Linked DNA regions of Mus musculus: regions 1, 2, 3 and 4 are each linked to region 5. A link is a contact called in public ChIA-PET, HiChIP or PLAC-seq and Micro-C data. All regions are on one chromosome and are shown on one strand. The core of a region is the stretch at or near the end of the contact, and the rest is flanking DNA. Distances in the headings are between cores, read along the strand shown.

Evidence for each region. A called contact is a pair of places that touch in the nucleus more often than the background predicts. ChIA-PET counts read pairs in DNA pulled down with a chosen protein or histone mark. HiChIP or PLAC-seq counts read pairs in DNA pulled down with a chosen protein or histone mark.
Region 1: a contact with region 5 is called in an RNA polymerase II ChIA-PET map of memory CD8 T cells, with 19 read pairs. The contact joins the promoter of Srsf3 here to the promoter of E230001N04Rik in region 5. A contact is called at or near these places in 1 of 484 Hi-C or Micro-C datasets (CD4 T cells) and 4 of 115 datasets of contacts at active chromatin or transcription factors (bone marrow-derived macrophages, effector CD8 T cells, memory CD8 T cells and 1 more).
Region 2: an H3K4me3 HiChIP or PLAC-seq map of neural tube shows a contact between it and region 5, with 3 times the contacts expected there. The contact joins the promoter of Zfp523 here to the promoter of E230001N04Rik in region 5. A contact is called at or near these places in 8 of 39 promoter capture datasets (the 3T3-L1 cell line, 3T3-L1-derived adipocytes, the HPC-7 cell line and 5 more), 1 of 484 Hi-C or Micro-C datasets (the HPC-7 cell line), 7 of 115 datasets of contacts at active chromatin or transcription factors (the SCID.adh cell line, T-cell acute lymphoblastic leukemia, embryonic forebrain and 4 more) and 1 of 9 other capture datasets (adipose tissue).
Region 3: a FOXA1 HiChIP or PLAC-seq map of pancreatic cancer cells shows a contact between it and region 5. The contact joins the enhancer-like site here to the promoter of E230001N04Rik in region 5. A contact is called at or near these places in 5 of 39 promoter capture datasets (frontonasal cranial neural crest, liver, pre-B cells and 1 more) and 4 of 115 datasets of contacts at active chromatin or transcription factors (the SCID.adh cell line, double positive thymocytes, embryonic limb bud and 1 more).
Region 4: a Micro-C map of embryonic stem cells shows a contact between it and region 5, with 4 times the contacts expected there. The contact joins the promoter of Scube3 here to the promoter of E230001N04Rik in region 5. A contact is called at or near these places in 3 of 39 promoter capture datasets (the HPC-7 cell line, cranial neural crest and liver) and 2 of 484 Hi-C or Micro-C datasets (both in embryonic stem cells).

The regions. Positions count from the first base shown.
Region 1 is chr17:29,030,129-29,034,856 of GRCm38.p6, forward strand. Srsf3 (serine and arginine-rich splicing factor 3) reads left to right here and starts at 2,532. Exons shown (of 6, transcript NM_013663.5): 1 at 2,532-2,658. Gm16196 (a long non-coding RNA gene) reads right to left here and starts at 2,495. Exons shown (of 3, transcript XR_876716.2): 1 at 2,388-2,495.
Region 2 is chr17:28,175,041-28,179,537 of GRCm38.p6, forward strand. Zfp523 (zinc finger protein 523) reads left to right here and starts at 2,156. Exons shown (of 14, transcript NM_001357995.1): 1 at 2,156-2,485.
Region 3 is chr17:28,249,796-28,254,841 of GRCm38.p6, forward strand. The region is part of intron 2 of Ppard (peroxisome proliferator activator receptor delta); the gene reads left to right. Among named protein-coding and RNA genes, the nearest start is that of 1810013A23Rik, 19 kb to the right of the region's middle. Within about 2 kb of position 1,871, at least 35 of the 459 cell types and tissues checked have an H3K27ac peak or open chromatin away from gene starts, as enhancers often do. A contact at or near this core is called in pancreatic cancer cells, where this site is marked.
Region 4 is chr17:28,140,971-28,146,093 of GRCm38.p6, forward strand. It overlaps Scube3 (signal peptide, CUB domain, EGF-like 3), which reads left to right and starts at 1,339. Exons shown (of 22, transcript NM_001004366.2): 1 at 1,339-1,640. The coding sequence starts at 1,556.
Region 5 is chr17:28,519,412-28,523,938 of GRCm38.p6, forward strand. It overlaps E230001N04Rik (a long non-coding RNA gene), which reads left to right and starts at 3,245. Exons shown (of 2, transcript XR_385504.4): 1 at 3,245-3,955.

The DNA of each region.
Region 1 (4,728 bases), core at 1,282-3,781, 510 kb after region 5:
TTCCAGGACAACCAGGGCTATGCGGAGAAACCCTGTTTCGGAAAAAAAAAAAAGTTGAAAACCCCAACAATAACAACAACAAAACATCTCCCAAAGGTCCAAAAAGAAGTCAATGGGAAAATGATTTAAGACATCTTTTTTTTTTTTTTTTTTTTGGGGGGTGCCTTCAAAAATCCAGTATTTTCTCTTTTGTTTGTTTGTTTGTTTACTTTACATTTACAGAACAACTTACTGAGACCAAACAGCTACAGGTACTTACTGGTTATTGACTAAGACAGTGCAGCCTAGATCAATTCCTTAGCCTACTCTACCTGTGTCCTGGGTGGACAGCTTGAGGCCTAACTGTACCACCTGAGGGCTCTCAGGCCCTCACACTTCTCTGGTGTAGTGGGAAAGAAGTCACCATGAGGAGATGGGACAGGAAGGGCTGGGTATGGAGTGGTGAGGGATGGGGTTGTAGTGGCGATGGGGGTGGGGCCTTCCTTGTGTGCTAGAGTGTGACTCAGTTCCTCTGCTCCTCAAGAACCGAGACCAAGGGCTGGAGAGATGGCTCAGCTAGTTAAGAGCACTCAGTGCTCTTCAAGTAGTCCTGAGTTCAATTCCAAGCAACCACATGGTGGCTCACAACCATCTGTAATGGGATCTGATGCCCTCTTCTGGTGTTGCTGAAGACAGCTACAGTGTACTCACATATATAAAATAAATAAATCTATTTTTTTTCTTTTTTCTTTTGTTTTTTTTCGAGACAGGGCTTCTCTGTATAGTCCCAGCTGTCCTGGAACTCACTTTGTAGACCAGGCTGGCCTCAAACTCAGAAATCTGCCCGTCTCTTTCCCAAGTGCTGGGACTAAAGGTGTGCGCCACCACCACGCCTGGTGAAATTTTAATTTTTATTTACTTTTTTTTTTTTTTGAGACAGGGTCTCTCTATGTAGCTCTGGCTGTCCTGGAACTATGTAGACCAGACACCTGCTTTCTGCCTCCCAAGTGCTGGGATTAAAGGTAGTCATTACTTTTTTTTTTTTTTTAAAGATTTATTTATTTATTTATTATATGTAAGTACACTGTAGCTGTCCTCAGACACTCCAGTCTGATCTCGTTACGGATGGTTGTGAGCCACCACGTGGTTGCTGGGATTTGAACTCCTGACCTTCGGAAGAGCAGTCGGGTGCTCTTACCCACTGAGCCATCTCACCAGCCTGGTAGTCATTACTTGTTTGTTTTACAAACCAAAAAATTTTGGAACAGAGAATATCACAAGTCATTTAGATACATCAGATTTTTTGTTGTTTTTCAGAAAGTATCTCAAGAAGTTCTTTCTGGCCTAGAACTCACTAAATGTATGAACATAAAGTTCGACTCCTGTTCCCTTGGGCCAAGAGCTGAGATTATGAGGCAGGGAGGAGAGGAAAAAGACAAAAGGACGTTCAAATGAGCCCCATTACTACTATACTAGGCATGTCTAACCCAGAAAGAAAAAAAAAGATCTAGAAGGAAATGAAGTTTTGCTAGAATCTTCTGAAGGTCACAACAAAAACAGGTTTAACAACTGTAGCCTGCACCACAACTCCCTTAGGGGAACAAAAGCATTAGAGTTGTGTCTGAAAAACTGGTTAATATTTTGACCTTTCTTGGAAGCAGAAACAACTAAGTCTCCCCAATAAATCAGAGTAGCCTGAGGGGGGCCAGGCCGAGGATACGTCTGGGAGCTGGAGGCAAACGATGTGGCTTGTCAAACGAGGGTATTCAGCTATCCTGGGGTCTGTGTGTAGAGGCCCAGGGAGACCCACAGGTCTGGCAGCCAGAGCAAAGCCCTTACAAAGGCCGCAGGTGCCCCTCCTAGCATCTGCATGGCGGAGCTGCGTGCTCAGAGCGTAAAGGCAACCTATGCAAAACCTTGCTCTCCTCCTGGGAAAGTGAGCCCTGTGACCGTTTGTCTTGTTTTTTTTTTTGTTTTTTCATGCAGCCTCATCAAGTCGCATTTGCCGCGCGCGCGGTTTGGGCGAGGCGGGAAAGCGAAAGTTGAGCAAACTTTGCAGGCTCTACCCTGCATCGGGGCGCAGACCGGGCACCGTGGGGTACCAGTTAAGTCGCCCAAGCTCGGTGACCTTGAGAGCGACTATAAGGCTCCTTAGTCTGCGATGGATGCCCCACAACGAGGAAGCAAGCGTCCATGTTTCACTCTGACCCGAGCCCGCGGCTGCAGCCGCCATCGCCCGGGATTAATGGCGGCAGAGTCTGGACAGCTTTATTCGGCTGCAGCCTAGGCGGAAGTGGAGGAGAGGGGGCGTCTGCGCGGCTCGCGGGGATGGCCGGGCCGAGCGCCGCATCTGCGGGACAAGCCGGCACGCGGCGACGAGCTCGCGCCACCGCGCGTACCCCACCCACCTGACGGAACGGCCGGCGCGCGCTCCCAGTAACCGCGGTTTCTCGCAGCGTTTGTAGCGCTTACGTCACAGCCTGCGCCGCCTCTGATTGGGTGATCTGGTCAGGTCATGTGGCAGAGCAGGGTGCTATAAATAGGGCGAGGGGACGGTGGTGGTCCGCCATTTCGTGACGCCGCGAGACCGAGAATCTGTAGGAGCAGAACCAGAGGGAAGCGGGTGGGCCTGTCGGAGCGTTAGGATTTGAGCTTGGGCCTTTTGAACCCAGGATCTCGGTAAGGGACCGGCGAACGGAGGGAGGGAGGTGGAGGGAGGGAGGTGGAGTTCCGCAGACTCGAGGTGGGGCCGGGCGCAATGGCGGCACCAGATTGAGACAAAGGGGCGCCGCCGCCATTTTGTGACTTTCGGTCCCGGGCGGCGGCTGGGGCCCCGGGCAATGTTGAAGATGCTTCCAAGTCTGTAAATCCCGGACTTAATCTTTTGTCCTTTGGAGGAAGGCTCGGAGAGGGATTGCTCCAGGCTGGGGTGTGGCCGGCGTGTGTGTGTGTGTGTGTGTGTGTGTGTGTGTGTGTGGGGTAGATCTCTAAATGAATTCTCCACGTCGCGGCCTTTAGTTTGATGGCGCCTTTTTCTTCCTTGCTCCTGGTTTTCTTGGTATAGTGTCTTGAGGACTTTGTATATATTTTTTAAGACAGGTCTTTTCGTATTTACTGAGCCCCTACAGTCTCATCTTTTTTTTATGCCGACTTGGTGTTTGCTTTAAAAATCTTTTCTAATGAGGCTGCGTTTCTTAATGTAAATCATAGTTCACTTTGAGTTGGGTTTTTCTTTGACCTATTTGCTTTTAACAGGTGTGAAAACCGGGGATGGATGAGTTTCATTTGTCTTTTTGTTTGTTTTTTTAATTTTCGCGGAATGGCTTGGTCGCTCAACTGAGTCTTGGGCACAGGGTGGGGTCACGGCAAAATAGGGTTAAATTTTTTAGTTTGATAATAGTCGGTTTGAACATTATGGTGTATAGTAGGGAAGACACTTAAATGGCTTATTAAGTAGGGTTTTCATTTCGGAAGTGTGAAGTTGAAGACTTACTGAGTGTATGTCCTCAAGGTTGTATGTTGTATGTCCTTTTAGTAAAGATTCTTTTACGCAGGAGTTTAGGGTGCACGGTGCAGGCCACTACATGCCTAGCAGACCTCAACATTTACTTTTATGCACTTTTTACTAAAAGACGGGGGGTCACTAGCAAACTTCATAACTGTCATTCCTCTAGCCTGTTGAGCCACAAGCATGCTTGCCTTCCTAGCTATGATAGTTTTGTTGTGGAACCTTTGTGTGGTTCCAAGATATTTATTTTTGTTTGTTCCTGAGACAGTTCTTGCTGTAAATCAGGCTGGCTGTCTTGGTTTACTCAACTTTTTTAGATCTGGTCTCCAACTCATCATTTCCCTCCTCCTTCAGAGTGCTGGGATCAAAGGTGTGTGTGTGTGCGTGCGCACACCACCTTCCTGATGCACTTAGTTTTTGAGACAGGGTAAGTTATGCTTCAACTTCTGCATTCCTTTTTCTGTAGTGCCGGCCTTCTCAGAATTCCCTGCCTCTCCTTGGGATTTCTTTTAAGTGTCTGGATTTTCCATTTCAAGCATTTCACATGTAGGGAATTGTAATGGCCTTTTCTGGTTTTAGAATGTTTTCAAGACTTTTAAACTTAGTAGTAGACAGTATATTCCTGAATACTGTGTCACATTCTAGATCTCCATCTCCTGGTAGTCATTTAGATTGGCACAGCTTTCACTATTGAGAGCAGTGCTGTAGTGAGGCTTTGACATGTTTTTCATTGTGTCTGTAGTTCTGGGGATTAAGTTTCAGTTGCATGCTAGACAAGCTCCCCACCACTGAACCACATTGAGACTTGAATATATGCTTGGAAAACAAATGGAGCCAGGTGTGGTGACTCACAGTTGTCTTAGTCCTTGAGAGCCAGGCTAGCCTGGCCTATCTACAGTGAGACACTTTTCTTAGAACAATAGCACATGGTTTGGCTGCTTGGAGAATTTTAACTGCTTATTAGAGAAGTGTTTAGAAAAAAGTGGTATTAGTGTTAAGACAGTAAAGGAAATTTTTGTGGCAGTGTATCTTGGAAGTATTTGATTGCGACAGGACTTTAACTGTAGCCCTGCCTGGCCTCAAACTTGTGATTTTTTTTTTAAGATTATTTATTTATTCTATGTAAATACACTGTTGCTGTCTTAGACACTCCAGAAGAGAGAGTCAGATCTTGTTATGGATGGTTGTGAGCCACCATGTGGTTGTTGGGAATTGAACTCAGGACCTTTGGAAGAGCAGTC
Region 2 (4,497 bases), core at 906-3,405, 350 kb before region 5:
AAAGCAACGTTGGAGACTTCCCCTCGCTGAGCATGACAGCTTAGGTCTTTAATCCCAGTATTAAAGAAGCAGAAGCAGGAGTTTCCAGACCTGCGAGGGAGGCAGAACCAGCACCAAGGTCACCGCACCCCAGCAATGGAGAGCTGTCATCCGACATCCCCCCCTCTGATCTTTACTCGTAGCTCAGCAGCAGAGCGCCATGCCTAGCATGCCCGGGCCCTTGCATCTCATTCCTGGTACCAAGAGAATAAAATTCTACTCCACAACAGCTTCCTCACCAATCTTTCGGACCTGGAATGTTTTAGAACCGTTGCTTTGGCTGGGTATAGTGACTCACGCCTTTGATCCTAGCACTTGGGGAGGGAGAGGCAGGCAGATGTGTGAGTTTGAGGCCAGCCTGGTCTACCTAGACTAAGATGCAGGCCAGCCAAGGCCACGTGGTGGGATGACAACTTTTATCTCTTCCTTCAGACAAATGGTTTCTGTGTAATGGAGAGGAAACGAACCGAATACCATCTGCAAGGAAGAGCTATCTGCCCATATGGTAAAGGGTGGTGGCGCTGAGCAGACATCCAGGTCACTCGGAATTCTAGTATTTTCAACTCACCAGAAAACTAAAAGTGATCCTGAACTTTTTCATTGAGTATGTGTGTGCATTTGTGAGTGTATATAAGCAAGCACTGTCTGTGTGTGTGTGTGTGTAAGCATGCTACCATGTGTCTTTGGAGTTCAGAGGACAACTGGGGGAAACAGGTTCTCTTTTCCCACCATATGGGTTCCAAGGATCAAACTCTTGCCAGCCCTGATGGTGAACTCTTGACCCTCCTGGTTTCACCTCCCCAGTGCAGGGGATTACAGTTGTACACCACCGTGTCTGGCTTTCTTGCTGTATTTCTAACCAATAATCCGTGCTATAAAACCCTGGAAAGATCCCATGTGTGTCGTGCTAGGATGGCAGAGCTGGCTCTAACTGGGTATATACTAGGGCACCAGGTGGAAATTCCAGTACCACACTGGGACCTCGGGGTTAACATGCCCGTGCCAAGGCTCCTCCCCCTTCATCTTCTTATTTTTAATTGGAAGCTTATTTTCTCTCAATTTCTGAAAATATCCTGAACCACAATTCCTCCCTGCTTGGAAGAGAGATAATAAAAAGAACTTTTAAAGTTAGGTGTCAGGTGTAAAGATGAGGCAGGAGGATCACAAGTTCAAGGCCACCTTGGGATCCACAGTTTGAGTCCAAAAAAAGGACAAAACTATGGAAAAACAGAGAAGAAAGGGGGCACTTGGTTTTGTTCCTCACACTGCTACCCTATCAAGGGGACCTGTTGGTTTTGGGGAGCTGATGGAGGAATGAATGAACGCCCAAGAACCTGAGAAGACTCTCGGGGCGTTGTCCCTCAGGGGTCGACCATCAGAGTGTCATTTCTCAGGGAAGGCAGTAGAAGGAAGCAAGTGTTGTCAGGGAACCTTCCTTCAGAGAGAATCATCCCTCAGGAAGATGAGTCGAGCAGAGGGGAACGTCAGGGCCCTTCCTCAGGGGACAGGATGGGTGCACCATCCCTCATAAACACTCACGTTCCCCAGGGCATATGGGAAAAGCCAGTACTGCAGGGAGAATTGTCCCGCAGGAAGGACTGTCAGGGCTCCATCCTTCATAATGCTGTCCCCCCACCCCCACCCCTCGGGCATCTTCCCACAAAGTGCAGGAAGGATTGTCCCTCGGGGTGCAGTCCATGCAGAAGGACCATCTCTCACGGAGACTGTCCACAGGGAGGACCGTCCCTAAGTCCCTCAGGGTGCTGAGCCCCAGTTCACCTTCTGACAGAGCGGGAGAGAAGCGTCCCTTAGGGTGAAGTCCCAGGGGGAGGACCATCCAGCAGAGATGACTGTCGGGACGCCATCCCTTGGGGCGCCGTTGCACAGGGCGCTGGGAGGACTGTCCCTCGGAGTCCCATCCCCTCCAGGCGTCTGGTCACCGTCCTCTGCAGGAACCACCTAGAGATACCTGCAATGGCTTCCTCCCGAGCAGCCCACCGCCGCTCGATTTTTTCCCCCGTTGCTATGGCGACCGCGGCTTCCACCCGGCGTCGTGACGTCATCACGCCCTCCCCGGGCGCCCGGGCTGGCGAGGCCGCGTCACCCGGCGGCCAGCGGAGAGAAGAGCGAGGCGGAGCTCCGAGGCTCGCCTGAGGAGACTCGGCGGCCTGGGCTCCGGGGCCCGGGAACCGGGATAAGCAGGCCGGCCGCCGCGGCGGAGGGGGGCGGGCTGGAGCGTGGCCCCGCGCTGGTCATCCGGGTTCCGGGGCCCGGCGGAGGCCGCGCCGGGAGCGAGAGGGAAGTGCGGCCGCCCTGGAACCTGGATATCGCGCGAGGCAAGCCGCGCGCGGGCGGGCTATGGCGCAGGCGGGTTGCGGGGCCGGCGCTGGTGGCAGGGCCCGGTGCATGGTGGTCTGTCGGCGGAGTCGCCCTCGGGGGCTGTCAGGTTGGTGGCCGCGGGAAGAGTGGGTCCACCGTGCCCCGAGGCGGGAGGCTGGGCGAACGCGGGGCCCCGGGAAGGTCCGGAGCCCGTCGTGCCCACCCTCCTCGGTCCCTGGCCTGGCGGCTGGGCCTCCCTGGACGGCGGCCTGGCCCCACCCCCACCCAGGGTCCCTGCCCCTCCATCCCGCCCTGAGACTCCTCCCCCAGGACTCCCAAACCCCGCCCTCCTCCTCCTCCTTGACCCCATACACACACTCCTGACCCCCAGACCTCACAAGGCGACCCCCAATTCATTGAGTGCTAACCCCAGCCCTGCTTCTGGACCCTCCAGTCTCAGTGCTGATACAATCATTACATGGCTTCCAAGAGGCCCGTAGTCCCTAGTGACCCCCTAGACTACCCTCTGTGGGCACCCCTTAGTCCTCTCCTGGCTTCTGCAAACCAGACTCGGGCTGTTTCCCACCCACTCATCCACATAACTCGTGATCTTCGCCCCGTAACACCATGATCATCTCACCCTCCTGACATCCCTCTTTAACCCCCCCCCCCGCCCCCAGCCTCCAGTGTCAATCAGCACATACATAACTTATGCCCACTGCCATGCCACCGTTGTGGTGATCAAGAGTAAATGGAAATGAAGTATCATTTGAGGCAGGAAAGGATTCTAGATTGAGTGTGTGGTTCAAGTTCAAATTCTATCATGTTGAGCTTTGGAAACCTTGGTGGAGGTCCTTTCCTTACGGTGGACTTGAGTTTCTGATCAGAACTGTGATGAGATTGAGTTTGGTGATTCCCCAATGTTTCTTTCTATTAAAATTCTGCAATTCTTAGTCAAGACAAAAATAGCGAACTTTTTTCTACGCTGCCTCAGAAATGTAGTCCTTGTAACCTCACCCTCCCACCCCCACTCCCAACCTGGGTCTACTGGCTTTACCGAACAGTATTTCTTCATTCCTGTGATTGTCTACACTCTGCCCCCTCAATTGGACTCTATCAGTTTGTAAAGCCGTGCAGCACAGAGCTTCCCACTGAGTTGACATCATGAGCTTGGCCCTTCAGCTGGGGAACTTTTGGCAAAGCATTTAAAGCCTGAGGTAACAGGTGCAGAACATTCAGGACCCTTCTGCCTCACAGGAAACCTTTACCTTTATGGTAGAACAGTTGTTTTTAGTGAAGGTCTAACTACTGGGTGCTGGAGATGCCACAGACACCAAGCATATGGCCCACGCCAGTCACTACTGCTGCCATCTTGGAATCCCTGTCCCCATCTCTGATGAGTGCCTTACCTCTCACTTGGACCTTTTTCACAGCCCCTTAGTAATGATCCCCCTGCCCCAGAAACTACTGTATGGCAAACTTTATTTATATAGATTAACTAGACCTCTCACAGGCCAGACCTATTAGCTCTTTCTGTCACCACTCCCTCCCTGCCTTTTCCTGAGAGTTGCTTTAAATAAAGGAATCTGGAATTGATACATTTGAACTGACCATGCTAGAAAACCCACCCACTCGGTTGTCTCTCATATCCTGACTTCCTGGTTTTCCAAATTCTCCTCAGGCCCTTGCTCCTTGCTTTCCAGGAATTCTTAAATTCAACCTTCGCCCATCTAATCACCCTCAAGGGCTTCTTCTCCTTGTCCCATGACTAAGTAACTTTTCTCACCCTCTTCATGACCCTTGACCTCTTATCCCCCCAAGACCCCTTGCACCTTATGTGGAAAGGACACCACACCCTTCTTTAAAACCCCTATCTGAGGCTCCTGTAACAAAGGGCAGATTAACAGGCGAAAAGCATCGCAGTTTATTTAGTTTAACTTACTCGATGCGAAGCTTTCAGTTAAGGAGGTGAAGACCTGAAGATTAGACCCATGCATTTTTATTCTAGGCTCGGTGAAGATGGAAAATATAAGACCAAGAAAATGCAGTAAATGGGGGAGGGGGTGTAACATATCAAGCCCCAAATGTTCAGGTTCTTGCCCATGACCCACATCCTTAAAAGGGTGCTTTTTTTCCCTC
Region 3 (5,046 bases), core at 621-3,120, 270 kb before region 5:
TCTCTCTCTTCTCACCCTTTTTATGTTCTCATTACCCGTATGTGTGTGGGTCTGTGTGTACGTATGTGGACATGAATGCAGGTACCCAAGAGGCCAAAGGAGTCAGATCCCCCAGGGGGTTCTGAGCTCCATGATGTGGGTCCTGGGAATTGAACTTGGGTCTTCTGGAAGAGCAGCACTTGCTCTTAACTGCAATCCATGCCCCCAGCCCCTTCTACTCGACCCAACTTTTTTGAAACAGGGTCTTAGTATGTATCTAGGTTGGCCTAGAGCACTTATAAGCCTGCCTTCATGTCCTGGTACTGAGATCAGAAGTGAGGTTCACAGCCAGACATCTCTTTCGGAGTGGCTTGTTCCACTTAGCACAACACTTTCAGGGTCCATCTGTGCCGTGTGTGGCGTGTGTCGGCATTTCCTACAGATTTATGTCTGTTGTAGGTATGTGGATGTGCCTACATGTATGCACGTGCACCACATGTGTTCCTGGTGCCCATGGACTGGACCCCCGGGACTGAAGTCATGGCTATAAGGCACCATGTTGATGCTGGAAACTAAACCTGGGTCCTCTGCAAGAGAAACAAGTGCCCTTCTCCGCTGAGCCATCTCTCCAACCCTAAACTTCCTTTTAAAAAACTTTTCTTATTTATTTATATTGGGGACAAGGTCTCGCTCTGTAGCCCTTCCTGATCAGAACTTACTGTGTAGCCCAGGCTAGCCTCAGACTCATAGTGATCCCTGCCTCTGCCTCCCTAGTGTTGGGTTAAAGCGCATGCCCCTGTGAAGCCCTCCTCTGACCTCGGTGCTTTTGGGGTGGCTGACTGCTTCCATGCTCCCTGCCCTGGTGGCTGCTGTGCTCCCTGGACCACCTGCATTTCACTGAGAATGTCTCAGCTCTCCTTGCTGACCAGACAGCATCTCTTCATTGCTTCTCCGCAATGCCCTCATCCTCTGTGGGTACGCTGTCCCTGCTTTATCTGTGGATGTCAGAGGATCTCTACTTAAAAATTATTTTATGTGCATGAATGTTTTGCTTGCATGTATGTCTGTCTGTACAGCTCCTGCATGCCTGGTATCCACGGAGGGCTGAAGCAGGAGGATCCCCTGAAAGTGGAGTTACAGACATTTGCAAACCACCGTGTGCCTGCTGGGAACCAAACCCCGGTCGGTCGTCTGAAGGGCAGCTCATGTTCTTCACCATAAAGCCATCTCTCTAACCCTGATGTCTACTCCTTAGAATTTTTTTTTTTTTTTCGAGACAGGGTTTCTCTATAGCCCTGGCTGTCCTGGAACTCACTCTGTAGACCAGGCTGGCCTCGAACTCAGAAATCCACCTTCCTCTGCCTCCCGAGTGCTGAGATTAAAGGCGTGCGCCACCACGCCCGGCATTACTCCTTAGAATTTTAAATTGTATTTATTTATTTGTATGTATTTGTGCACACTCATAAACATTCCACAGCACCTTATGTGGTGGTCAAAGGACAACTGTGGGAGTCAGTTTTCTCCTTCTATGTGGGTGGTCCCAGGGATGAAATTCACATTCAGTTTGTCACACTTGGTCACGGGCCTCTTTACCCATTGAGCCATCTCAAACCTGCCCCCTTCACCCTTTATTTTTGAGGCAGGTTTCATGTATTCCAGGCTGGCCCCAAACTCAATATAGCTGAGGATGGCAATGAACCCCTCATTTTCCTGCCTCTGCTGTCTGAGAAGAGACCCGCACCACCATCAAGTGCTGGGATCCAGCCCCGGGCCTCGTACGTTCCAAGGCAGGCGCTGTACCCACTGGGCCACCTCCCAGCCTGGCCACCAGCCGTTAGGTTGCTGACAGTGCTGGTGTCTGCCTGGTTTTGAAGGCCATGTCTGCAAGCACCATGGAAAGATGGGGAAGTTGTGGGTGAGGAGGTCCTGGTCCTTCTCTGGATGCTGGAGGGAGGTGGGGGAGGCTGGCTTTTAAAGGTCCCTCCAACAAAGACAGCACTAGTGGGGAAGAGGCTGTCTGTTGAGACGCTGGTGTGGCCGACCTGTGTGGTGAGTCACTGGGAACAGGGGCTGTTTGTTCGAAGGTCCCTCCCCAGTTGCAGGAAGTGTTAATAGTTCCTGTACTTCAGAGAATGAAGCTTCCTCAGCTCCAAAACCAGCCTGTTGAGTCTCAGATGCTGCCCGTCCAAGTTAGCATTCCCTGCGTAAGGATAAGAAAGCCAAGACTCTGACTTGTCAAGGCGAAGCTGGCCTCATACAGCTCTGGCTGAGCACTGCCTGCTGCCATTATCCTGTCTCCTGACTCTGAGGTGTGCCCGGGCCTGGCTACTGGTTCTGAACCCTGAACGTGCCCAGCTGACAAGTTGTCCCTCTGCATGACTTCTGCTCTTTCAGGTGGCCCCCCTGACAGCCGGGCGCCATGTGGGAGTCCAAGGCTCAGCCATCTAGAGACAGGCTCTACCTCTCGATGAGAAGAGTGGCATAGGGTATATGGCCATCCATGATCGAGCGATGGAGAGCTGGGGTTGGACCCAGAGCCTACTATCACCACACTGTTACCATATGGAGTCCCTCTCTGATGTCTGCCTCCTATGTTGCCAGTGTCCCCTCTCACCCTCTAAAGTGGGAACTGTGCCAGTTCCCAATCCATGTTGGCAGCCAAGATCCTTCCAAAATAGGTTGTGCCCCCGGGATCTGCTCGTTGCCCTCAGGCATCAGGCCTGGAACTTCCCTGCGGAGTTCCCCTTCTGCAGTGCTGGGGGTGGGAGCCTCACACTACACTGCTGTGCACTGCAGGCAGATGTGCAGGCTGACAACCCTACAGCTGTGCCAGGTGGTGCCCGACAGGTGAGTCCCACACAGGGCATGGTGGGCGGACTTTCCAGGAATTTTGGCCCACAGAACTAGAAGCCCCCTTGCTGATTAGTGTGTAGACTGATTAGTGTGTAGACTGCCTTGCTGTTAGCGGCTCCTCCCACAGCCACAGGCATCTCAGAAAGAGACCTGACTCCCTCCTAAAGCAACCTCATTCCCTCGGTGGGAAACACTAAGAAATGTAAAGGAAAAAAAAAAATCAAATTACCTAGAACCTGCTCAGAAATCACCACGGCTTAATGTGTCAGTGGATATTCTTTGGGATGTCTCATTGATATCGTCCTGCTTTCTCTGTCTCTCTCTGCACCCCCCCCCCCAGCCCCCACAGGAACAACACACCTATACTTTTTTGTTTGTTTGTTTGGTTTTTTTTGTTTGTTTGTTTGTTTGTTTTTCGAGACAGGGTTTTTCTGTCATGTCCACTGAGCTTAAACAGGGAAAGGCACAGTGAACCCTTGGCTTAAATGTCCTGTCCTAGAACTCACTCTGTAGACCAGGCTGTCCTCGAACTCAGAAATCCGCCTGCCTCTGCCTCCCAAGTGCTGGGATTAAAGGCGTGCGCCACCGCAGCCCAGCACACCTATACATTTTTATCTATTTAATATTGGCAGTCTTGTTGCGTGGCCTTGAACCTGGTGCCCAGCTGCTTCAGTCGGCATGCTTTAGGATTTCAAGTGTGTTTGACAGAACCCTGCTTGCTCAGCACTGTGCGCAGCGTGTGGTTTAATGGCTTCATATTTACACAGCTGGCCACCTACTCTGAGAACACTGTCATTGCTCCAAACAGAAGTCTGTGTCCACACTCCCATGGGCCTTTCCCAGCCCAGCGCACCCCCACCCCTACCCCCGCCCTCCCTCCCAGGCAACTGCCAAGCTCCTTCTGTGCCTCTGGGACTGGGACATTTCCTGTAAATGTAACTTCCAGTACGTGATCATTTGTAAAAGTCTTGGCTCCTTTCTCTGGGCATAAATGGGACACTGTTGTTTGTTTGTTTGTTTGTTTGTTTTAAGATTTATTTATTTATTAATTAATTATATGTAAGTACACGGTAGCTATCTTCAGACACACCAGAAGAGGGCGTCAGATCCCATTACAGATGGTTGTGAGCCACCATGTAGTTGCTGGGAATTGAACTCAGGCCCTCTGGAAGAGCAATCAGTGCTCTTAATGGGTGAGCCATCTCTCCAGCCCTGGGACAGTTTTATAAGCGGCATGAAATGGTTATATTACTAGCAGTGTGGGTGTGTTTGCGTTTATTTATTAGTTAGTTAGTTTGTTTGTTTGTATGTGGTGTGTGAGTGCAGTGCCCGCAGAAGCCAGAAGAGAGCACAGGATCTCCCGGGGCTGGAGAGATTTATAGATGATTGCACCACTGGATGTGGGCGCTGAGACCCAAACTCAGGACCTCTGTAAGAGCAACACAAGCTCTCAAGCACAGAGCCGGCTTTTTAGCCCAAGGATAGTTTAGACTTTTTGTTTCTTTTTCATTTTTCTTTTTTGTTTTTAATATACTGCTGGATGAAGGGGTGATGCCTATAATCCTAGTAGCAGAAGGTAGAGGCAGGAGAACCATGAGTTCAAGGCCAGCCTGAGCTATACATGACATCTGCCTCCGCCTCTGCCTCCTCCTCCGCCTCTGCCTCCGCCACCGCCTCCTCAAAAAAAAAAAAAAAAAAAAAAAGAGAGTTGTTAAAATCCATGTGTCTGTGTCTGTTAGTAGGGATGTGCTGGTGCTCAGGGCTCTGGGTCGCCTGAAGCGTGTTTCAGGTGGTTTGTGAGCTGCTTGCTGTGGGTGCTGGGAACTGAACTTGTGTCCTCCAGAAGACATCCCAACAACCCCAAGAATTTTTTGTTTGCTTTTATTCCCCTCTCACATATTATTACGTCCTGACCACAGTTGCCCCTTCCTCCTCCCTCCTCACAGTCCCCCCCCCGCCCCTCCCCCCCCACACCTCCCCTTCCCGAGAAAAGAGCAGGCCTCCTGGATTGCAAACAAACAGTCTTACAACAAGATCAGGCACCAGCCCTCATATCAAGGCTGGACGAGTGGTTTTAACAGCAGAGCAGTGCGGGATATGTGGTCTTCCCTGTCAGGCCCTGCTCATACGTGCTCACCAGCTTTTACAGGGTCCCTCACGTCCTCACGTACAGTACAGTTTCACTCACTACGTGCTGTGAAAGAACCAAATGGA
Region 4 (5,123 bases), core at 89-2,588, 380 kb before region 5:
GTTCTCTTACCCTTTCATTTAATCCCTGCTAAAGGGAGGGCTCAACTCTTCTCCAGGGTAGGCAGGCGTCTGCTTACAGAGCCCACCCCCACCCCAGCTGAAGCCCGCTGCCAATGCCAAGGGTTTGAGGACTGAGTCATCTTTAGGGAGACCTTGGTCATTGCCCAGTTTTCCTGGGTACCCTGGGATTTTTTTTTTTTTTCCTGCACAAAATTGGCTCTGAAGCAGGCAGGACTCTGAGGCCTGGTACAATTGGCTCAGAGCGACTAAAGGGATAGGGGGAAAGGGGACAGTGTCCAGGACCCAGGGGAACTTGCTCCATCGGCAGAGTGTCTCTACTTTAAACCTAATCTCTGCTGCCAGTGAGGTTAGCACTGGAAGCCGGTTTGGAGAGATTGTACAGAGCCTTTGTGTGTGCCAAAGATGATCGTGGGGTAGCTTCTACCGGTGTGCTGAGCACTAGACAGTGCATATGGGAGCCACGCCGAGAAGGGCGTCTCAGCGGGCTACCTTCAACGCCCACAGAGCCTGCCCTTGGAGCCGGGCAGTTTTAGCCAGGACTCATCTGAGTATGAGGATTGTGTCCAGAGGGTGGGAGTGACTTTAGGGCTAAAGGTTCGGAGGACGTTCCTTGGACCGGAGTCCCAGCCCATCTCTGTTCCGAGGTGCAGCCCTTCCAAGCTTTCTCGACACCTCGCGCCCTCTTTGTCTCCCCGCCGAGGTGCGCGTGCAGACCTTCGCCGTTCGGCCCTCCTGACGTGCGAGCGCGGGGGGCGCACCCTCGGCTCCCCCGCTAGCTCCCCACAGGGAACGAGCGGACGAGCCGGAGCCCCGGTGCTGTTTGGTCTGGAGCGGAGCGGGGGCTTGCATTGATCCATTGATTGTGCGCGGTCTGCGCCTGACCTCCCTGCTCCCGGGGAAGCCGTCTCCATGGAGACCGGGCCCGCTCCCCCAGCGCCGGATTGTAAATTCCTGCAGGCAGCGGCCCGGCAGCCTGGGGAGGGGGCCGCGCGCCCGGGCGCGCAGGGGGAGCGGCCGCCACGCCGAGGCCCCCTTTGAAAGAAAAAAAAAAAAGGGCACGAAAAAGGAGGTGGAGGAGGAGGAGGACGGAGAGGAGAAGCAGGAGGGGCAGTGGGAAGGGGAGGAGGAAGAAAACGAAAAGGAGCAAGGAGAGGAGGAGAAAGAGGAGGAGGAGGAGGAGAAAGGCGAAGAAAAACAGACGGAGCCCGGGAGACGAGAAAGCAAGGGAGGAAGAAAGAGGCAGAAAGGGCGTGTTTAGGCGCTACGTCTCCCCTCCCCTTTCTCAGGTCCCAGCTCCGGCTCTGCGCGCTCGCTCTCAGGCTACAGCTCCCCGCGGGCGAAGCTGGGCGTCGGGTGCGATAGCCCGGGCCGCCCCTCGGGCCGCCGCCCCGCGCCTGCCCGCGTTCCCCACCGCGCGCTCCCCACGCCCAGCCCGGAGCCTCCGCGGGGCGCCTTCCAGTCCCCTCCCCCTCCTCCTCGCGCCCTCCCCGGGGCTGCGACACCCCCGCGGCCCCGCCGCGCGGAGCTCCAGGCCATGGGCTCGGGGCGCGTCCCCGGGCTCTGCCTGCTCCTCCTGCTGGTCCACGCGCGCGCCGCCCAGCATGGCAAAGCTGCGCAAGGTAAGGGAGGCGCGGTGCGGGATTGTGGGGCGGCGGGGCGGCGGGACAGAGGGGCGGCGGGACGGCGGGGCCCGAGCCACCAGGGCAGGTGTCTAGAAGTGCGTGGCTGTCAGGACCCGGCCCTGTGCCCCCCGACTCTTCGGCCAGTGGGGCACAGGGACGCTAGACCTCGGGGCGCTGCGCGACAGGCAATAGCGCCTGGGGAGGGGGGCGGCCAGCAGAAAGGAGCATGCATGCACTTCTGCCGGCTTCCCTGCCACCATCTAGCATCTTCCTCCGAGGTCAGAGAGAATCTTCTCTCAAACATTGCCAGGGACTCCACTTTGGAGCTTGAGACTGAGGGAAGGAAGTTTTCAACTCTGCTATACGCTTCGTAACCTCCTCCCCTGCCCGCATGAGGCAGAGTCAGGCCGAAATTTCGAAGTTACCGTCTTATCAAGTCGAAGGATGTTAAAGAAAAACACCTCTTTCGCGGTGAAACCGACTGCCTGTCACAGAATAGTAGGAGCAGTAGGAGAAAATGTCTGTGACTGCCTTCTGGCACGAACGTTGCGTTTCTGCCTTTGGGGGGGGGGAATCCCTTTCGTCTCGCATGGCTTTCATTTCTTATCATAATATTTATTTATTAAGGCCTGGGGTTTCCAATTCCATTTAAATCCAGGTTAGAATTGCATTAAAATAACAAAGTAAAATTCCAGGCTGGGAGCTCTGACAGATCCCTCTAGGAATTAGAGGGAGACTGGGAGGCCCTCCTGCCCCGGTCCCTGACCCCGCGCTCCTGGGCCAGCCAGTCCCAAGGCTGCGCTGGCAGAAACCAGGCTGGTGTCCCACAGTTCTCTGGGGACAGCCTCCCCTCCCCCCATTGACCTGCTGTACCCCTCCCCCCACGCTGTCCTCACCCAAAAGAGATTTATATGGACAAAAAGAAAATTCCTCTTAGCAAGATTTTGCCTGGGGAGGTAGATTCTGTCTATTGTCCTGGGGGTTCCTGAAGCCAGCCAGGGATGAAGAGGTGTCTGAGTCAGGAGGAAAGTTGAACTTGGGAGTTGAGGAAGTCGTCGAGTTGTCTGGCAGTCAGTCAGTCGGGTCAGTGTGTCGGGGGCGGGGGGGGGGGGGGGGCGGGCGGGGTGTGTGTGCTGAATCTTAAACTGGGCTATGCCAGCAGCTTTTCACTGTTGGTAGAAGGTGCTAAGCTAACACCTCCCTCCTCGTCCAAAACACTGCCTCTTCCCTTGCCCCCTCAGACCTGTCCATTAACATAACCAAACACGAGAGCCCCTCAGCTGTCAAGTACCAGACCCCACCCTCACTTCCTTCCAGCTTCAAACTGCCGCTTCTGCAGCCTTCGTACCAGACAGCCCGCTGCTGCCGCCGCCTGGAACAGCCCCTCTCCCCACAGAGGATTTGCTTGTGTGTTTTCGTAAACAAAGCTGGCTTTTGTAGTGCATGCTGACTTACTCATAACATGGAATTAGCTAGGGAGTTTAGTCTGAGGAAGGAACAGATTTCGTGCAGTAATCTAGAGACAAGATAAGGGCCTCTTTCAAGTTGGAGCCAGTGTCTGCAGGGGCTGGAGGTGGGGGGGGGAGCAGGAGGAGAAACCGCCTATTAAAGGGGCTCCAGGTGCAGCTGGAGACCCCTGAATGGCACAGGTGTTGGGGAACCAAAACTCTCAAGCCTAGAGACAAGCCCATCTGCCGGGGATAGGAGGAGCTGGGTACTCAAGGGCACCTTCTTTTATTGGACACCCCATTAGGTACTGGGGGACACTCAGCTGCAGTAGAGGCGGTACCCTCAGGGTCTCTGCTGACCTCAGTCGTGGGCTACACCTGCCCTGATGGGGTTGCAGTAGCTGTGCCCCCACCCCCTTTAGGATTTCTGAGTCTAGCTGGGATTAGAAGGGAGCCTCTCATTAACCCCCGCCGTTCAGGAAGCCTGTGCAACCCTGTCGGTCAAAGGTTGCCTAACAACAGGTTTGCTGGACTCAAAATTTGGACTCAAATTTGCAGGTAGATGTTACAGGGGAAGATGAGAACTATTTGGTCTGAGTCTCGAAGGCTTACCCACAGTGCTGTGGGCTTCCTTCGGGAGGCTTCTCCTGTCCCCTCGATATCTCCCATCCATCACCAGGGCTGGGGACTTCCCCTTGGATGCCAGGAGCTTTTCAGTGTCACTCTAGAGGGTCTGGATGTGACAGACTCCCTCAGCAAGCATCCTGAAGAGAGAGCTTCTACACACCTGGAACATCTGTGTCTCTGGGAGGCTCAAGGCCATGCAGGGGTTGAGGAAGGAGGGTATGAGCTTAAGTATATAAGAGGGAGCTGGAAGGGGGGGTCGGGGGGGGGACACAGGAGACAGGGACACCGGCACTGGCACACCGCTGACCCACTGCATCTACGAAGACCTGGTTCTTTAATCAGAAATGCCTAAGGAAGGTTTTGTCCCAGGGGATGAGTGGGTGGGTCAGCTGGTGGGTGGGTGAGCTTGCTGTATACATGGGTTTTGAGTAGTTTTCAAGTGCCTGTCTGTGTGTCTTAGAGTAGACAGACTGGATAACCAAGGTAATTGTAAACTTAAAAGCATTAATTTGCTTTGCTTTTTTGGGGGTGGGGTGGGGGTGGGGTAGTGATGGCAGGACAGCTATCGTTTTTTTTTTAAAAAAAAAAAAAGACCTAATCCTCACTTAGGGCTCAGGTTGCAACTGAATGAAAAGGTCTTGGGGCCTCCAGGGGAACTGGTCCTGTCCCCAGGCGGGCTCTGGGACAGCCAGGTTGGCCATCCACTTTACCTGGTAGTTTTCTTTCCTTGTTAGGGATAGAGTTTTTGAGAAAGTCAACCATTTAGCAATCACGCCTTCCCCGAGACTTAGGGCGTTCATCCGGCTCGCTGAACAGTGTCTCTCTGTCTCTGCGTCTCTGTCTGGGAGCATGTGTCTCTCTCCTTTCCCCCACCCCTCTCTTCCTCTTTAATGTGGCTGCTCCCTCTCCTCCCTGCTTCCCTCGGCTCCTGTGGCCGGCGTCCACAGTGAGGGGACTGTTCCTCCTAGCCCCTCCCTCTAAAATATGAAATGAAAACCGTAACCGTGTCAGCGGGTGCGGGTGGCTCCTCAGGCAGCCGCTACTGCTTGTGCCCCACCAAGGCCCTACTGGAGAGAGCAGCAGGACGGACAGACAGACCCCACTTTTAGAGCCTGTTTTATCTGTTTCCTTAAGCTCATCCTAATTTTAAGGAAGTTTTCAGAAACCCCTTTGACCTCCCTCCAAGGCTTGCTGGCATGTCTTAGGTGTGGGGGAAAGCCCAGAGCTGGGAGAATATAAATTTTGTGTTCCCCTGCACCTCCCCCTCCTGTCACCTCTCATTCCCCTGAGTCTCTGTGGGGTGGAATGGAGAGAGGGGACTAAAAGACCTGGGAGCCACATCCACAACAGGTAAAGCAAGGCGAGAGTCATCAGGAACTCTCAGATGAGATTGCCTTCTGGAACC
Region 5 (4,527 bases), core at 1,995-4,494:
TGTCAGTGAAACTCTGACCTGGACACGCTCAGAAGGCAGAGGAGCTGACAATGTCTTCCCCATCTTTGGTTCTCTACCAAACATTTGCCTTCCCATGACCTACAAGTGACCGACTTTAACTGACCATGTTCCTAGCCCAGGCACATCCCCATTGCCCACTGAGGCCCAATCCCCCAAACTCCCTACAGTGGTAGGCTAATTTTTAGGGGGCTGTGGATTAAATCTAAGGTCTTACCTTACTAGGCAGGCAGTTTACCACTGAACAAAATCTTTACTTTTAATTTTTTTTTATTGTTTTTATTTTTGTTTGTTTGGTTTTTTTTTTTTTTTTTGAGACGAGACAGGGTTTCTCTGTATAGCCCTGGTTGTCCTAGAACTCACTCTGTAGACCAGGCTGGCCTCGAACTCAGAAATCCACCTGCCTCTGCCTCCCAAGTGTTGGGATTAAAGGCATGCGCCACCACTGCCCGGCTACTTATAATTTTTAAAAATTAAATTACTGGGTGTTCCCAGCCTCCTCTCCTCTCTAACACCAGCACTGCCTCTCCCTTGCTTGCCAAGAAAGAAGGGGGGATAAGCAAAGAGGTGCCCTCTGTGGTGGTAAAGCCCCCAAGAAACAGCTGGCTACAAAAGCTACTCCCAAGATTGTGCCCTCTACTGGAGAGGTGAAGAACATCATCATTACAGGCCTGGTTGGTATCTGGAGCTGGTCGGAAGCAAATGAAGTCCATCTAGTTGGCCTTTTTAAAGACACCCACCTATGTGCTATCCAAGTCAAACTTGTAACAATTGTGCCAAAAGAGAGCCAGGTGGTGTGCTGTATATGCAGAGAACATGCTCGCCTTTAATCCTGGCATTGAAGAGGGTTCTCTCTGATGTCAGTGTTGGATCTGTCACCAAACATCAGGTTCTCCTCTCCACTTTTGCTTCATTTGTTCTATTTATTTGTTTGTTTGTTTGTTTTGAGACAGGGTTTCTGTGTATGGCCCTGGCTGTCCTGGAACTCACTCTGTGGACCAGGCTGGCCTCGAACTCAGAAATCCGCCTGCCTCTGCCTCCTAAGTGCTGGGATTGATTAAAGGCATGCAGCACCACTGCCCAGCTCTTTTTTTTTTTTTTTTTCTTTTCATTACTTTTCCCAGCCCCTTCTCTCCAGCACCATAAATGCCACCTTTGGCCCAAATGGTCCTGCTTCCTAACCCAGGCTTTTCCTGGCTCCTTCCAAACACCATTTACTGTGTATGTTATCACCTTCAGCCAAACACACTGGGTACACTGGGTGCTACCCTGTGTGTTCCCAGAGCAAAGGCTGGGGGTTTGTCCTTGTCAATTCCAGCCTACAGGACTGAGCACAGCCCTGCCGCACTGGGAGAGGACATCAGATGTTCTCAAGTGACCCAGCCACCCATTTGATTCAACAATTCCCCTCACCTTCCTCTTACTCTCCCTCTCCTCAGTTGGTATGTCCAGTCCCACCCAGCGTAGCACCTCCCTAATGCTCTCCCAGGTCGTCTTCTTTAAACATATACCGTGTACTGTACCTATTTAGTGAGTGTGGATGCAGGTGTAACATGGCTGAAGGTGGGAGTCACAAGACAACTTACAGAAATAGATTCTTTTTGCCATGTGGGTCCTCAAGACATCAGACTTAGCAGCAAGCACCTTTACCTACTGGAGCTGTCTTGCTGGCCCTTTGTCCCTATTTCTCACTCACCTCAGACTCCTCAGAGATTGGAGGAAGGAGCCGCTGACATTAAAGTTACCCTCAGGGAGTTTGTGCTAAGCTTCAAACACTTGGGGGCACAGAGTGAAAAGATAGCAGCTGCTGACATACCTGCTCCTGTGGTACAGCGCCACAGACAGGGGCAGAAGGCGCAGGGGAGGGGCTGTGGACATGAATAAATTGGTACAATGCTTGCCAAACATGGAGAAACATGAAGGAGACCCCAGCTCCCTCCATCCATGAGGTGGGGTGGGGATGTGAGGTACACACCTGTTATCCCAGCATTCCGGAGATAGAGGCAGGAAGATCAGATGTTTAAGGCTATTCTTGGCTAAATAGAAAATTTGAGATCAGCCTGGGCTAGAGATCTTGTCAAAAAAAAAAAAAAAAAAAAAAAAAAGCCTTTGTATGGCTGAGCCACTAGTTAGGTGTTCTTTGCAGGAACAGTCTCTGTCTCTGTCTCTGTCTCTGTCTCTCTCTCTCTCTCACACACACACACACACACACACACAGGTACTGTGATCCTACAGTCACCTCCCACCTCCTGACCTACCTGGGAATGCACCTTCCACGGGAGAGGCTCTGACAATCTCAACTCTATTTTGATCCTTTTAAACAGCCTCCAACCTGTTCTAGGTTTTATTGCTTAATTATGTTCTGTGGTATCCTCACCCCACCCCCACCCCCCACCCCCGTTTCCCTGTAGGCTGTAAACTCCTTCATGACTGGGTTAGGGGCAGGATTGTTCTTTGATACCATTTAATTATAGTCTAAAAATGAAGCCAGGCTTCATACCCACAGGCTTGGGTCCCAACCTGGTTCCAACACTTAGCTATCTGGCTTAGGGTCCTGGTTCCAACACTTAGCTATCGGGCTTAGGGTCCTCTGAGAGCTCAGACTCAGTTCCTAGGCTGTAAAAGGCACCAGAAATACAACAGGGCAAAGATCACAAGACCTAAAATGCTGGGAAGGAGTTGGTACGTGGTGAGCATGGAACACTTTGTCCTCCTTCCCTGAATAGCTGAGACCTTCCATGAATTAGAGAACCAAGTCTTCACTGATTAGTGCTCGCTCTGGGGTACTTGACAAGAGAAAGGAGACACTGAATAATTACATAGCGCAGTGGATAAAGGTGCCGCCAAGCCTGACATGAGTTGGGGTCTCACAAGGTAGAAGACGAGAACCAACTCCCACAAATTGCCTGCCCTCATATCTCCAGATGCACGTTATAGCACATGAGCCCCAGCCCCCTACAGTAAATTTAATAAAAAGGCATTACATCTATCCCAGGATCATATCCTGGGTGCATGGCCACTCCACCCGGCTTAGTGACAACCTGTGAACCGCAGACTTGGTGAGAGAAAAACAGTCCCTAAGAATGGCGCCAAGCATAAATATCTGTTGAATCAAAAATCAAGCGAGTCAATAAAAAAGCAAAGACAGAAACGTCCCACCCCGCCGAGCCCCCAGCCCAGCCGCACCCTGTCCTGGAGCCCTATTAAGCCATAGTCCCCAAAGTCCGCTTGTCTACAGCCCCGCCTCCGATTGCCTTGGAAACAGTGACGTTAATCGAGGGGGTGTGGCCTCTCTCCATCCTCTCAAACGTTGTGAGCCGCGCCTTAGCACAACCTGGAGGGGAAGATGAGGTTAAGGTTGCTGGGTACTCCCCCGTTCCTTAGGCCGGAGATAGCTAAGCACACCGGTCTGCGCCCACGAGAGAGCCCACCTTGCGCTTGCCCTTGGCAATTTAGCGTAAGATCGCGAGAGTGCGGGCCTGGGTCCCCGGGAACCGCCCCTGGCGATTTAGGGGGCTTCTGGAGACTGCAGGCTTGGGTCCTCGGAAGACCACCATACTCTCCACCCTCGACGTTGTCCTGGTGGGCGCAGTCCTGCGCCTACCCGGGCACCCCAGACTCGCTGCGCGCCCTAGGCGCGGGCGGGAAGGGGTTAAGCAAGGTGCTGGCTCGGGGCGCGGCTCACGGCGCGTGTGGAGGAGGGGAGCGGGGAAGAAAGTGAGAGCGGGGGCGGGGGACCCGAGCGAAAGAACATCCTGTGCCGCCGCCGGATGCGAGAGGCGGGGGCGCGGGGGAAGCTGGGCGATGCGCTCCGCCCCGCGCTCCTCCTCCCGGGCGCTGCCCGCTCCCGCGCTTCGTACTGCTTCTTCTGGTCCCCACGCCTTCGCGGGTCATGAGCTTGCCAGAGGGGCCCCTCAGCTCGAGTTCCCCGGCAGGGGTAAGCGCGGGGAGTATGGGATCCGCTGTGAGGAACGGGCGCCCCCCTCACCCCCCAAGCTTTTTCCGCTGCACACTGATGGCGAGCTGTCCCCTGCGCAGCGCTAGGATCGGCACCTTCTCTGAGCCAGTCCTGCTGCCAGTACTTTCAGGACTAACACAGAAAAGCTGGTTGTGGAATTCGAAGCCCTCACACTCCTGGGATTAGAACCGGAATCGGTCGGGCCGCAGGGGGCTTTTCACTGGGAATAGCGAAGACTCAAATCCCTTAGCTGATAAGGCTCGGGAGAGAGGCCTCTCGGAAGTCATGATAGGCGCTTGCCGACACAGTTCGATCCCCAGGTCGCACAAGGTGAAAGGCGAGAGCCACCGATTTACATAAATTGCCCTCTGACCTCCATACATGTGCCTTGGACACCCATGCTTGGGGAAGCCAGGTATGGTGGCTTTGAACCCAGCACTCAAGAGGCAGACGCAAGAAGATCTCTAGTTGAGGCCGAGCTCTTGGACTACTACATAGACTGGGGAAAAAAAAAGTTAAAAAAAAATATGGGGGTGGAGGGAGCTAGCTAT